Regions from separate parts of the Mus musculus genome. Here region 2 is linked to region 1. Evidence: chromatin contacts called from public HiCAR-type data. All regions are on one chromosome and are shown on one strand. Each heading gives the region's core, a stretch centred on a gene start, on an enhancer-like site or on the middle of the called end of the contact. The rest is flanking DNA. Distances are from core to core; before and after follow the strand shown. Region 1 has its middle 280 kb from the start of 4930521E06Rik. Region 2 has its middle 10 kb from the start of Gm23216.

Region 1 (7,563 bases), core at 3,452-5,951:
TCAGGATGCTCTTTCACTTTTACCATTAATCTGAATGATTTTGAACACTAATTGTATTCTTGTTTAGTTTTCTTTCCTAAAAATCATTAATGAATGCTAGTTGACAATATCGTAGTATGGATCTGTAGCAACATGTTAAGTCCCTCTGAAATTCTGGAATATTATTAAAATGAAGAGAATTGAGAAAAATATATTGTATGGGGAATTTGTAAGCAAGAAATTATTTCAATATTAACTAGTGTGATTTAATTACCTAAAAAACCATGAATTTTAGCTGAATTTTAGTAATTTTGAAAACAAAAAAAATGCCATTTTCTTGACAGCTGAGACATTGCCAAGTCCATGTGTCAGGCTTATCTGTGTGTATGCTTCCCTGGTGCTGGTGCCCACTCCAGTTCCTTTGTTGGAAGTTGCTTCTGGTTCACAACCCATTGTTTCCTTTTTATCTTCTTGTTCACAATAAGAGTAGCCTTTCCCTCCACAGGCACTGCCACCATGACTCTCTGTCTTATCTAGGTCTAGATGCCTCTTTAAACTAAAGGCTGAAAATTCTGAAAGATAAGCCAAAACAAATAGTCCTATAAGTTGTATTTCTTGGGTAATTGGTCACAGTGATGTCAAATTACTCATGTACTATGATTGGATAAGCATCCATCACTTTTTAGAAAATGGAACATTTTCTTTAGATTTTATCAACAAAGCTTTAACCCCGAGCAGCTCATACAGTGCTACTCAATCTACCTATACATTCTTGTCTGTTCTTACATAAAGTTCTTTGACTAAAATAAAAGCATCCCCATTTTCAGTGAAACCAGAGATGACAAGGAGGCATTCCTCCTGATTCCAAAGTAAGCCCCAATTTTATTACTGCAGAGAGCATATCTTATTGACTGTGAGGCTTTCAGCAATTAGAATGTCCACACAAGACTTATCTGTCAATTATGTTTTGTTTATTCACACAAACATTACTTATACTATTATGCTTATATAAAAGTTAATCAGCCATCTCACCAAGTTGGCAATTGGGCAGAAAATGCTGCAGGCTTCCACTGGGGAAATGTTCTCTAGCAAGGATAGTTCAGAAGCTTGCAAGCTTTAACCTCATCCACATGAAACACTTCAACGGTGATACACAGGGAGGATGGCCACTGATGGAGGTCCAGGGAGCCCTTGAGAATGTTGGCCTTGTCTACCACTGACAGGCAGGCATGTGTAATCCCAGAGACAATGCTGGAAGTTCAGTAGTGATGGATGTAGCTTTTTGCTATGAGGGTTGATAGTTTGGGGCTGGTTCCCTCTCTAGCATATCAATGTCACATTCAAGTATGTTCATTAGTTTATCAGGACTGTTTGGGGCTTATCTTTTATCTGAGCTGCTGGCTGGCTTGCTTGTGACTTGTTTCTGAGGCCATCTCTTATCAGAGCTGCCCTGGTGGCCCACTCTTATTTTATAGGCATCATATTATTACAAGTCACACAGAATGAATTTTAAGTTACCTGAAAGGGTTAACTTCCAATCCAACCACTTTGTTAATATCATAAATGCTGCATTTATGAAACTGAAATGATTGTGCACTAAACTACACCATTTCCTGGACGTATAAGTGGTTTATTTATTTTTATTCCTCAAAGTTTAGTGTAGAATCATTACTGAGTATAAACAGAAGGAATTTAAACTTGAGGCTAAACTTTGGAAATGGTAAGAAAGAAGTGGGTAAATTTCAGTGTTCACAGACCATTAGACATATTGGAAATGGATCTTGCAGATGCCTCTATTGCCAGTCAACAAATGCAAACAGTGCTGTGCCTTTAATATTGCAATGTCTGCATACTCCAGCAAGCCTCAGTCACAGTTCTGACTTTTGGTATTCCATTCAGCACTTGTTTGCCTTAAAACCCCAGATTTTAGCCCATTTTCAGGACAGGAATTCAAGCAACCAGTCACACAATACTTATAATCCAGAGCAGAGAGAAACATATCACTGTGTCATTTTTCATAGAAAAATGTGTCTTATAGAACTTAGGCCTTGCTGTCTAGGGCACAGAGATGCTCTTAATAATTTTAAAACATCAGTTAACAATCAAGACAGCCTCCAACAGACATTCCTATAACCTTCCTATATTGCTCCCCAGCTGATTTGAGATTGTGGCAACTTGACAGTTAAAGTTATCTGGCACATATTCCATTTTTTTTTGTACTTGGTACCCTAGATTTAATAAACAAATGAAGGTCAATACTCTATGATTTTAGACAAATTATGTATGTGTGTATCTCTTTCACATATAGATGCTATAGTCTTTGTAACTCAAAAGTCTATAAAGCAGTGTCCTAAATAAAAACAGTTTTCCCTTGAAAGAAATTTTGTTACTATATTCATTGAAGATGTTAGACAGTGATTTTTTAAAAGTAGCATTCCCTCCTCTTTTCAAATGACTCTACATTTCTCTGTTTTCATATTCTTTGTCCCTCTATGTAGGAGAAATGCACAGAAACAACAAAGTCTATTTCTGAAGAAATGATTGCTCCAATTTCCAGGAAAGGAAAGAAAATTGTATATCTAAAGCAAATGTGATTGATTTGGAGGAGACAGATTAATATTGCTAGATGATAACAACATAGAGGAAGCTCAAATATTACATGGTAATAATCTTGAACCCTTTTCCATTATTAGTGATGCTCACAATTTACAAACATATTTATGGGCCCCTAATCTTTTTTATTTGAATGAAAAAATGAAAAGTAAAATCTTGGCAGTGGTTCCATAGCTTCATGTCTTCAAGGCTATATGCCAGAGTTACCTATCAGCCAAAGGGCTATAGTCAGCAAGCTGTAGTCAATGAAAGCCATTTTGGCTCAGAATTCAATTTCTTCTCTCTTCCCTGATCCTTCCTCACTCTCTTTTTGCCACTTGCCTTTCTCCTACATTGTGTCCCATTTCTTCACCTTCTATTATGTGTTCTTATATTTGGTTCACTGAAACACAAAGAGGAAGGCTGAAATGTCCAATGTCCATTTGCCTCCTCATATGGATATTTCTACCACACTTTACAACATTTTCCCAGCTTCAGCAAGGCTCTGTTCATGTGGTGTTTAGTGAAGCTGCATTCCTAAGGGAGTTCATCATTGTTTTTGATTGTATGGACTTGAAGCTTTCCAGACCTTTTACCAGAGAAGGCTTCAGTAAATGGACTTAGTAAAGTCAGGATAAAAATAACAGCAGTCACACTGACAACAATATTTATACAATACTTAACTGTTAGAGACCACAAGAAAATTACTGACATTTTTCTGTTTATGAAAACAGGACCTGTAGAAGTAACTCTGGGGTTTTAAAGAATTCTATACTGACTTTAAGCACAAATACTTATGTGTTTTATTAAACAAGTTCTCAGGTATCCCTAACAGCAATCTTATGTCCCCAATTTTCCACACAAAAGTATCTATGAATCTAGATCAACTTACATATAATATTAAAAGAAGAATTATATCTTTATCTAAAGGAAGAATGAAATAAACTAATAAATGAGGATGAATAAATCTGTTGAGGTTTAGAGATTTTCAAATAGATGATTTCCTGAAATTCTAGATTTTTCCCCCCTCTGTTTTATAATTTCCCTTTTCTCTAGCAGCTACATGGTGTAGTATATCTTTCTGTTCAGACTCACTTTTGCCCTTGGGCTCATTTTCATTTCTCTTTTCCTTAGGGAGGGAAGCTGGGCGTGGGAGCTCAGGCTCCACTGTTAGCTTCTAGTCAACGTGGCATGGGAATCTGCTTGTGAATCTGTTCCTCATCTGATTGTCTATGAGAACAATTGCTCTTTGATTAGAACCATCTGGTTCCCACTAAAGTTATTTAATCCATGTGTTTAACCTGCCTAGAATCCAAGTGCAAACTGCTCATGTGGACCAGTTGCTGATATCATGTAATTACTAGATAGTGTGGGACTTGCTAAACACTAGCCACCACCAATGACTCACTAAAAATTTTTTTGTGCTGATATTAGAGCAGGAGAGAAAGGGGAAAATGGAAGAAATGGACGAGGGAAGTGTATAAAATTGGGTCATGAGAATGAGTGTAAGCCAACACTCATAGAACCAATCAGTATGGAACTGACCATGTCCTTAAAACTTGACTTTACTAACTATAAATCTATCAGTAATATTTTCAGAACATTTCACAATATGATTTATAATATTCTTTCTCAGTATTAGTAACAACATGGGGGGGGGAGAAAGAAAAACAGAGAGAGAGAGAGAGAGAGAGAGAGAGAGAGAGAGAGAGAGAGAGAGAGAGAGAAAATGTCAGAGAGATGCAAAACACCAGGAGATATACCTACATCCTGTCAAGGTTATTTATTGCAAGTTCATGGATCTGAGAAACACATTCGTTTTACACTTCGTCATTGATGTTTTGCTTTTATGACATTTTAGTGGAAGTATTTGTTAACATTGTCAAGGGATTTCCTAGCTAAAACATAATCAAAATTTCTTTTTGAGAACCATTTCTCTTTTTATCCTAACTCCATCTCTTTGATCTTCTCAACTAACTAAAACTCAAAATGTTGTGATTTGAAAGAATTACAGCAAATCAGACTTCACTGGAAATCATATAATAGCTTCCCTCCCCTGGTGTTTGACTGTAAGCAAGACCCAAGAGCACTATCCTTGCCTCTCCTTTCTGTTAATTCCTGTTTGTACATGCAGAATGTAGGGCAGTGACTCACAGTACTGGCCCAGAGCCACACAGCTGGATAGACACAGGGTGCATTTCATAATAAAAGGGTCAAGAAAGAAAAATGGTGTTTGTTCATTTTAAAAAATTCTACATGGATTATTCTTACAAAAGCAAAACCTTATGTTTCTAAGGAAGTAGATTTATGGAAGATACATTTTTTTAAAATTGTAACTCCTCATTGCTGAAGAAATCACACATTTTGGTTGTAGAAAATAGAGAAACAAAGCCTGAACTAAGCAGAAACCTATCTCTCTGTTAGCTAGCTTTCACCGGGCTGGTATGTGCTTTGTTGGCTGCTGGCAACCACTAGACATCAATGGCATAACCCTGTGTTGGACCCTGCATTCTAAACAATACTGACCTACAGGACAATATGTACTATTGATGCTAAGAGTAGCAAGACTGTGTTTATGGGCTAACCAACCATTCTTTTGATTAGACCTGAGATCTGCTCCTCACTGGCAAATTCATGTATGGGTATTGGAAACTTGGTCAAAACCCATGAAGGTGGAAGTCATAGTCTGAAAGAGGAAACCTATTTGTTTTATTTTGCAAAATTCATGTTATCAGACTGCCCTCTAAATATTTACATAAATGTGCACAGATTTGCTTTAAACTTAACCTTGAGCAGAGAGCATCTTACTGTAGTAGGCAGCTTCTAATGAAGAGACTCATCAGTGTTCAAAGTGCTAAGAATAAGTGACTGTGAGTGCTTTGTGACACATAAGGACATCTATATCAGCCCTCCTCCATACCAACACTCAGTGAATGCCATACAAGAGGAGAAAGAATAGATAAATTAATTAGAAAATACAGAGGAGTGGTGTGAAATGCTGTCCTTTGGACATAATGCAATAGTTGCTCACATGAACTTACAGTAGATATAGCTACCTGCACAGATCAAGACATTTAAAAATTTTAGCACACAAAGAAGCTGGGCTCCTGAGGCCCCACACCTTCCCAGGAAGCTCTTGGAAGTTGATCGCTGCTGGGAGCAGGAGAATCACTTTTCTTGGGGAATAGCAACTGGAAGATTACCGTAGCCCCAGTCGATAACAATCCACATCAGTGCATATAATGGCAGTAGTAATTGGACTTCGTGGAGTGATTTGTTTAAAGAGACATGGGGGCTGGATAAATGACTCAGAACTTAAAGTGTTTACTGCTCTTCAAAGGACTTCAGTTCAGTTCTTGGCAACTACCTCAGTTGGCTCACAACTGCATCTCCAGATCCATGGTATTTTATTTTCCCTCTGGACTATATAAACACTTAACTCACATGTATAACCCCCCCATACACACACACATGTATCCAAAAAACCACACACATGCACACACATACACACACACCACCACCACTATCATGCTTAATAATGAAACAAATCTTAAAGGATAAATAATAGATGGGAGGCAATTGTATTTGGAGAGGGAGGGAGTAGTGGAAAGAGGGCATTAGATATGATCAAGATACATTATATATATATATATTTGAAAATTTCAACGAATAAACAAAAAAGGAAAAGAAAATGCATACTTACAGTAACTTATTCAAGTTATCTAACAACTGTTTATAGGAAAATACTTAAAAGCAGCCATTCCTTTTAAATGTTACTCATCCAGTAAGAGGAAAATTTAATTAAAAGAAATTTAACAAATTTAATAAAGAAATAAGTACGCAATAATTTTGGAATTTTAATTAACTGAATAGTAGAGGAATTATATGTAAGAAAAAAGAGGACACTGGAAAACATTTTACAGGCCTGACAAATGGGTCAACTTAGAAATATCTGTACTTCACCTTAGAAAGAGTGAGGAAGCCAATAAGCAATGCCAAAACATATGTATCTGTGATATCATTTCTCATCTGTACTGAATGTTGTATAGAAGTTGATTAAGGTGTAGCATGGAAAATCAAACCAAAATAAATTATTAGTTGGTTTATGATATACCTTCTAAAAAATAGTGAATCCTCTTAAGAGAAAATACTGTTACTTCAGGCTCAACTAACAGAATATTCTACTATATCTGAAATAAATTACATGTAAGATCTGAATTTCTTAGCAGATCAATCATTTTAAAATTCTGGTGATGAGAAATTATGCCTGAATCTACTCCCATCCTCAATTCATGGTAACAAATTCTTTATGTGAGGTGCTTGAAGTCAGGGTAAGAGCTTTTATAATAACTTTTGTAAAACTGTTATAAATATAACCATTATAAAAGTATTATAATAACTATTGTAAAATATGTTTATAATAACTAATATAAAATTTTCTTTAAATTATTCTTTGGAGGAATGGGTATTGTGACATACTATAAGTAGAAATGAGACTGTGGACAAAGATTTGTACATGAGAGAGATTAAAAACATCTTTTAATTAAAAAGAAATAAGAAAGTGGGGTTTAAAGAGGGAACGAGGCAAAAATGGTTTGGTTTATATCCTAATAAAGGGGGCCAAATATTTGAATCTTTGAGAATCTCAGTGTTTAATGATGCAACTTAAATGTTGGAAATTTTTGCTGAGCAAATCACCTAGTCTTTCACATATACAAATGTTTACAAAGTTTATAATAAAATAAGAAGTGCAAAGATCCACCTCAAAAATGATCAAATGAAGCTGGGCACAGTATTTGTATTGAGTACTCTTCAGTTGTCATGATAAAATCCCAAGGACAAGGTAACTTAGAGGGAGATTAGTTTGGCTTATGGTTTTAGAGGGTCAGAGTCCCTAATAGTCAGAACAGTATGGCAAAAGTTGGCAGGCATACTGGCAGAAGCAGGTAGCTGAGAGATCACATATTCAACTATAGGTACGTAACAGAGAAT
Region 2 (7,563 bases), core at 3,065-5,564, 650 kb after region 1:
ATATATATATATATATATATTTTTTTTTTTACGTTAAAAACAAGTCATGAAGAAAGAAAAAAGAAAACCATGGTTTTCAACACAGAGTTTTAATGGAGGTTAGAGACACAGAGTTAACTTAGGAAGCAGTTACAGACCTGAGACACAGGAAACAAAGGGTAAAGATAAACAGAACCTAGGAGATAGCAGGAGGTGCCTCACATCTGGTACTATGAAGAAAGGATGTATGCTGCTGCCGGCAGTGGGTTCCTCTGAGAGAAAATTATGAGACTTCTTATAGAAGTGCCAATAGAAGCAAGAGGCTGGGACTACCCTACAGCTACCATCACAAACTGATGCTTAGTGGTTGAACAGAATAGTAAAATAGAGACTGGAGAATGCCTTGCCCCCTCTCCCACTCTCACATTGCAGTATCAAGTCTTACTCAACGCTTTCAGAAAGCTGAGTCTGAGGTATGTGACTTCTAAGGTCACTGTCCTGGAATCCCAGAGAAGAGTAAGTAGAAGAAAGAATGTGAGAGGTTAACAGACAGTATAGATAGACAGCTCACAAAACTAAGTAAAACTGTGGGTACAAAACTGATGTTGAAAAAAAATCTCTTACAGAATGGGTCATCAAGGGATTTACACATGAGCAAATGAGCACAGTTGAGAGAAAAGAAGGAGAGATGTTCCATTCTTAATACACACGGGGCTGGAGAGATGACTCAGCAGTTAAGAGCACTGACTGCTCTTCCAGAGGTTCTGAGTTCAATTCCCAGCAACCACATGGTGTCTCACAACCAGCTGTAATGGGATTCGATGCCCTCTTCTGGTGAGTCTGACAGCTATAGAGTACTCATGTACATAAAATAAATAAATCCTCAAAAATAAAATATACAACATGAACCAAGAGAGAAGAAAGGAAAAACATTTCAAGTTAATAGAAAAGATCTCTATTAAAAATGGAGGCTAGTGTTGCACATATGTAACCCCAACACTCACAAGGCTGAGCCAAGATTTCAAGACCAATCTGGAATGCACAGTGAAACTCAGTCTCAAAATAAACAAGGGTGCAGGGTATAAGTCAGTGGCAGAATGTTTGCCTAGCATGCAAGGGTACTGAATTTGATTCCCCAGAACATAGGAAGCAAAAGTGAAAAATAACAGTATTTAAAATACTGTGTAATGAAACAAGATCGAGACATGACTCTTAAATCAGTCCCACGAGCCACTATTAAATGTTTCATAAAACCATGCTCCCTGAAATATAGGCTTGACTAGGTCAGGCTCATGAGCTCCACTAGTGAGGAAAGGCCCCAGAGTTAGACAGACCAACAGTGACATCTGCTGCCAGGGACTTACTCTGAAAGTGGCCTGCTGCAGCATTTGCAAGTAGAGTCCTGCCAAACCGAACTGATGAGTCAGCAGGCAGGAACTCCTGTTTGTCGTTTATGCTATTAGAAGGTTTCCCAAGGCGAGCACAGAACATGGGAAAATGGGAATGTTTGAAAATGTAACTAAAACAAACAAAAACAGTGGAGGCTGAGTTGTAAGTGATGAGACAAAGACCTCACTCTATCGTTCTTCATCATGTTCCCCTTTAGCTAAGTAAATTCAAATGAATTCTGTAGTTGTTAGCAAACATGAACTTTTCCGTGAAAAGGATTAATTAAACCATTGCCAGCTACAGTGGATTCCAGCATCATACGCAGGCCAAAGAGAAAAAAGTCCAAAGATCAAAGGAGAGTGTGCATAAAATTTTAGGGTAACCCTTACTTAGAAAACCACTTCCTAATTATCTGTCTACCTACGTCCTTCAACATCTGCTGACCCTCGGGCATTTTTTTTTTTTTTTTTTTTTACTTTTCTGAAAGCTAATGAACATAAGGTTTGAATCAGACATCACATTTAAAATAATAACTGCCAGTATAAAATGTTCAATGTGACTCAATTCTGTAGAGCAAAAGATATGAAAGAAAAAGGAGTTCGGTTCTCGTTTATAAAAATGCAGAATGATAATGAATTCAGTTACTGTGAAAGCAGGTGAGCACAACCAATATTTGTATTAAAGAATTCCTGAGTTTGTAGTTCTTTTCAAAGATTTCTGCCATACTTAATGTGGCATTTTGAGCAAATTATACTTCTCTGGGCCTCATGTTCCAGTGCTGCAAAAATGAAAAGATTGGACTATATGTAGGATGGCAGATGGATTACCTGCTTATGAATTCATCTTATAGCTACATGCAGACTGCACCAGCTGGGTCTATTGTGGATGACAGAACTGTGGAGTCTCCACGTGCACCTCATAGATGATCTGGTTTGCTGTGGAGGACAGAAACATGGAGTATCCATGTGCACCTCACAGATTCTTGCCTCTGGCAGGAAGATCTTACTCTCCCTGCTAACCCCCAGTCGTTGATTCTGTTATTAGCTACGCGTTTAGTGCAAACTATGATTTCCCTCTACAAGGTGCTCAACAAATATTATTTCTGGTATTCACAGTATTCCAAAGACAAGGAAAACAAGCCTCAGAAAATACAAGGAATTTCCCAGAGTCAGAAAACATGGAGTCAATAAGTAAGATAATCTCCTGCCACTCCCTGTCATAAATTATCTTAATTTCTCATATTTTGGACCATACCCTAGCCCTCCTAAAACATAAAAGCCATATATTCTAGCATCATTATGCATTGTCTGCCTGTACCTTAATACACACATGTGCCTGCACAAAGAAAATGCAGCTGTTTGGGCATGAAATTCAGCTAGTCCATACAAACCTGAAGTGACATTACAGAAGCTCTGGGGCAAAAGCATTCAAGAAAGAAAGCTTTTCTTTCAGAAAACAGACTAAAAGAGTAGTTTTCTAAAGATTAAATGCAGTAAATGATAGAACAAATGATATATAAAAGTCATATTCAACTTAAAGAAAATGTTTTTATTAACTGAATGCAGAATGATACTAAAACCAAAGTTGGAAAAATCCCTATCTATGTGTCACTGTGTGTTGTACCAATTTGGATGTCTAGCTGATGTCTGCTACAATATTCAGAGTTGTATTTGGTATAAGGGAATATTCAATAAGTACTGGTTGATGGTACTGGTTTATAAATAATGTGAACAATTAATTAATACTATGAACAATATTTCTGAGGTTTCCTTAATTTGAGGCAGTGACTTGGCTTTAGCCATACTTTAGGTTATAGTATCTGTATAGAGCAGAAAACACTCTAACTTTCCATTAGAGCACACTTACCTCTTCCATCAGATCGCAAAACCATCAGCAGCCTTCAAAAGTGGTCAATAATTGCAGATTTACTCACTGATGTTTTCAGTGAAAGAAAATTGCCTTTGGAAAATTACAGGGAAAGATAGTCTTAAAAAAAAAAGCCAGATACAAGAGTGGACCCATAGAAGAAAAAAAAATGAGTACTAGCAGCCAAATTAGATTTTATACCAAAGTACTGTGTGGTCTTGTTATTACCTAGTTGATTCATCTCTGTTATAAACATTTGTTCTTCATTTGTGAATAAATTCTCCAATTACTCATCACAAGGAACATACTTACAAATCAGCCTAATTTTAAGAGGCAGGTAAGTGAAGCTAGAGAGATGGCTCAGTTAAGAGCACGTGTGGTTCTTGTGACATACCAGGGTTCAGTTCCCAGCACATACATGGCTGCTACTCCCTCTTCTGGCCTCTGTGGGCATCCGGCACATGTGTGATGCACAAACAGACGTGCAGGCAACCACACATACACACATAACAAAAATAAATAATCACTTTTAAATTTAAAAAAATCAGACATAATTGGTTGAATACAGGCATATAAATAAATTAAAATACAAAAATCACAAGGTATATGTACACTGGGAACAAAAAGTAATTTTTTTCATGGGAAGAATACTGAGAGATGAAAGATCAGAAAGACACAAAAGCACATGAAGGAACTGGAGATCATTGTGTTTCTATAGACACCAATAATTTATGTTTTTTCATAATATTAAAATACTAATAAAAGATAAACCTGAAATACAGACCCACATGTACATAAAATAACTCTACAAAGACAACAGTCAGCAATTACTGAGAAAGACTTCTTATCTAACCATGCAAAGCAAAGTCCTACATTATATTTTATGCCTAGTGTTTGGCATCAATATCATTCCAGGGTGTGAAGGCACAACATGATATCATGCGCTGAACCTGAACAAGAAAGTTCTGCAGAATGCTGTTCGACAGTCTCTCCATGACTAATTCTGTTTGCAGAGTGAGCTGTGGCTGTGGTCATATTCAGCCAGCCAAGACAATGTTTCCAGAGTGTAATTGTTCCAGGCATCAAGGCACTTTACAACATGTTCCCATTGCCTTTTGATACTCTATGGCCAGGAGACTGCTGAGAAAATATTATTCACCAGAATTAGACTGGACTAGTCAGCTGCCTGGTTATTACATCGCACGTCAGCTCAAGCCATGTCTGCAACTGAACTCACCAGATGTTTCCAATTTCTCTTCCTTCTGAACTACAAGTTGAACTTTTTTCCTGGCTTTGAAATATTTTAAACAAATAGTTTTCTGGGATGTCTCATAAAACTTACATAATAAAGTCCCAGGTAGTATCATAATAAGAGTCCAGGCTCTCCTGAGCTGCCATAGACCTGACCCACCTATTGCCACTCACATTCTTTTAATGAGGTTTTCACACAGGAGTCTCATTCCTATCTAGAAATTTCCATCAAGCTGACACATTTTCTTTTCTTTTTTTTTTAATTTTTATAAGATTTATTTGTTCCTTCTTTTATTTTTTTAAATATTTTTCATTATTGCGTATTTTCCTCAATTACATTTAGAATGCTATCCCAAAAGTCCCCCATACCCCCCCCACTTCCCTACCCACCCATTCCCATTTTTTGGCCCTGGTATTCCCCTGTACTGGGGCATATAAAGTTTGCGTGTCCAATGGGCCTCTCTTTCCAGTGATGGCTGACTAGGCCATCTTTTGATACATATGCAGCTAGAGTCAAGAGCTCCGGGGTACTGGTTAGTTCATAATGTTGCTGCACCTACAGGGTTGCAGATCCCTTTAGCTTTTTGGATACTTTCTCTAGCTCCTCCATTGGGGGCTCAATTCTGAAACTACTATACACCCTCTGTTAAAGTATTAAATAAAATACATTTTGCATGCAATTAAGCTCTTTTATGCACAAAAGTCACAAATTTTATGCACATAGTACACCTTTCAAATACGTACTATGTTTTCAAGGATACCCAAAGATTTTGCACATACTTAAAAAGAAACATACAAGAATATTCACTACAGTCATTTTTAATCAAGAACTGGAACTTAGAATCAGCAAGCACACCCTTATTAATAGAAATTGGCAGTGAATTTTATATTGTGTCCAACAGAAACACTACACAAACTTAACATAATTATGCATTATGCATACAGATTAGGATGAAAAATCTCCATAATGATAATTAGGTGAAAAAAAAAATCAGAACTAGGTCAACACAAATATGTATGTGTAAATACACACAAATACCTACATATACTATATAATTTTGTAGCTGTGGATTTTATTTTGTTTTAATGTACAAGAATTCTTTACTTAAATATAAATAACATTAGAGAAATAGATCAAAATGAAAATAAACTGAAAATATGAGGATTTAATAAATCTACACACATGAATTAACAGAAAGGAAGAGGGGGTAAAAAGGAAGAAGAGAAAGCAACTAGCTCTGGGAGTCCCTGCTTCCCAAAGGCCTCGAAAATGTGACATGACATGACATGTCATGACAACTTTCAGCAGTGCTACTGGTGCCCATCTCAGCTCAAATTCTTTGTAGCTTCTCAGAAGCAGCATTTGACCCTTCACCCCAGTTTCCCCTCTTCCATTAATTATCTTGCCCTGATTCCCAATATGGCCTCTGGCAGCCCTCTCAGCTCTCTGTCAGTCCAGCACCTCCTTTCCTACCCACTAAAGTTATGTCTTCAAAGTTTTGGCCATAGGCACTGCCTGGAGAGTGGAAGTTGGTTCTCAATGTTTTGCTATACTCCCTTAGGGAGATAATAGCACTTATGTTTCCTAGATCTCCAATCTATACCTCTGATACTGATATGTATACCATCATTTTTTCTTTCTTTCCCTTCTCCAAATTTTATCCACTTTCAGTTTGGTTACAGAGAGCTTCCTTCAGATGCTGTATAAAATGCCGATTTAATCTCCCTCAGTCTCTCCTTCTTTTGTGTTGTGTGTGTGTGTGTGTGTGTGTGTGTGTGTGCATGTGTTTATGTGTGTATAAAATGTATTGGCTATATATGTGCATATGTGTGTATGCATATATTAACTTAAAAGCTGAATTTCAAGTTTGTCATAGCTAAAAACTAAATTTTTTAAAATATTTTTTATTACATATTTTCCTCAATTACATTTCCAATGCTATCCCAAAAGTCCCCCATACCCTCCCCCCACTTCCCTACCCACCCATTCCCATTTTTTTGGTCCTGGCATTCCCCTGTACTGGGGAATATACAGTTTGCGTGTCCAATGGGCCTCTCTTTCCAGTGATGGCCGACTAGGCCATCTTTTGATACATATGCAGCTAGAGTCAAGAGCTCCGGGGTACTGGTTAGTTCAAAATGTTTTTCCACCTATAGGGTTGCAGATCCCTTTAGCTCCTTGGGTACTTTCTCTAGCTCCTCCATTGGGAGCCCTGTGATCCATCCAATAGCTGACTATGAGCATCCACTTCTGTGTTTGCTAGGCCCCGGTGTAGTCTCACAAGAGACAGCTACATCTGGGTCCTTTCAACAAAATCTTGCTAGTATATGCAATGGTGTCAGCGTTTGGAAGCTGATTATGGGTTGGATCCCTGGATATGGCAGTCTCTAGATGGTCCATCCTTTCGTCTCAGCTCCAAACTTTGTCTCTGTAACTCCTTCCATGGGTGTTTTGTTCCCAATTCTAAGGAGGGGCAACGTGTCCACACTTCAGTCTTCATTCTTCTTGAGTTTCATGTGTTTAGCAAATTGTATCTTATATCTTGGGTATCCTAGGTTTTGGGCTAATATCCACTTATCAGTGAGTACATATTGTGTGAGTTCCTTTGTGAATGTGTTAACTCACTCAGGATGATGCCCTCCAGGTCCATCCATTTGGCTAGGAATTTCATAAATTCATTCTTTTTAATAGCTGAGTAGTACTCCATCAACGACAGTCATCTTTCTACATATTCTTTAGCCGAGATTACTATTCTATAAAGTCTTAGTAAATACATTTTTGTGAGTAAACTATTTTTCCCTCATGACCACTATTCCGAAGACCCAAATTTCTATGCATAACATCTAGGAATTTCATTTGTGAGCTATTGATTAACTGTTTTGGGGGGGGGGTGCTTTGGAAGGTTTTGGTTGGTTGGTTGGTTGGTTGGTTGTTTTTGGGTGGTGGTAGTGGTTGGTTTGGGGTTTGGGGGTGGCTTGTTTGACAACAGGACTATGGATGGTTTGAGGGATGGAAAGGAACAGGAAGTTGGTGGCTGTGGTCTGACCTCTGCCCACAGAACCTGTCCAAAATGGGTT

Evidence for each region. HiCAR-type assays count read pairs that join an accessible place to other places.
Region 2: a contact with region 1 is called in a HiCAR-type map of fibro-adipogenic progenitors, with 5 times the contacts expected there. The contact joins two enhancer-like sites. A contact is called at or near these places in 1 of 39 promoter capture datasets (cranial neural crest), 3 of 484 Hi-C or Micro-C datasets (all in uterus) and 2 of 115 datasets of contacts at active chromatin or transcription factors (fibro-adipogenic progenitors and heart atrium).

What each region holds. Positions count from the first base shown.
Region 1 is chr1:45,017,615-45,025,177 of GRCm38.p6, forward strand. No RefSeq gene overlaps it. Among named protein-coding and RNA genes, the nearest start is that of 4930521E06Rik, 280 kb to the left of the region's middle. Within about 2 kb of position 4,702, at least 77 of the 459 cell types and tissues checked have an H3K27ac peak or open chromatin away from gene starts, as enhancers often do. A contact at or near this core is called in fibro-adipogenic progenitors and uterus, where this site is marked.
Region 2 is chr1:45,671,612-45,679,174 of GRCm38.p6, forward strand. No RefSeq gene overlaps it. Among named protein-coding and RNA genes, the nearest start is that of Gm23216, 10 kb to the right of the region's middle. Within about 2 kb of position 4,315, at least 43 of the 459 cell types and tissues checked have an H3K27ac peak or open chromatin away from gene starts, as enhancers often do. A contact at or near this core is called in fibro-adipogenic progenitors and uterus, where this site is marked.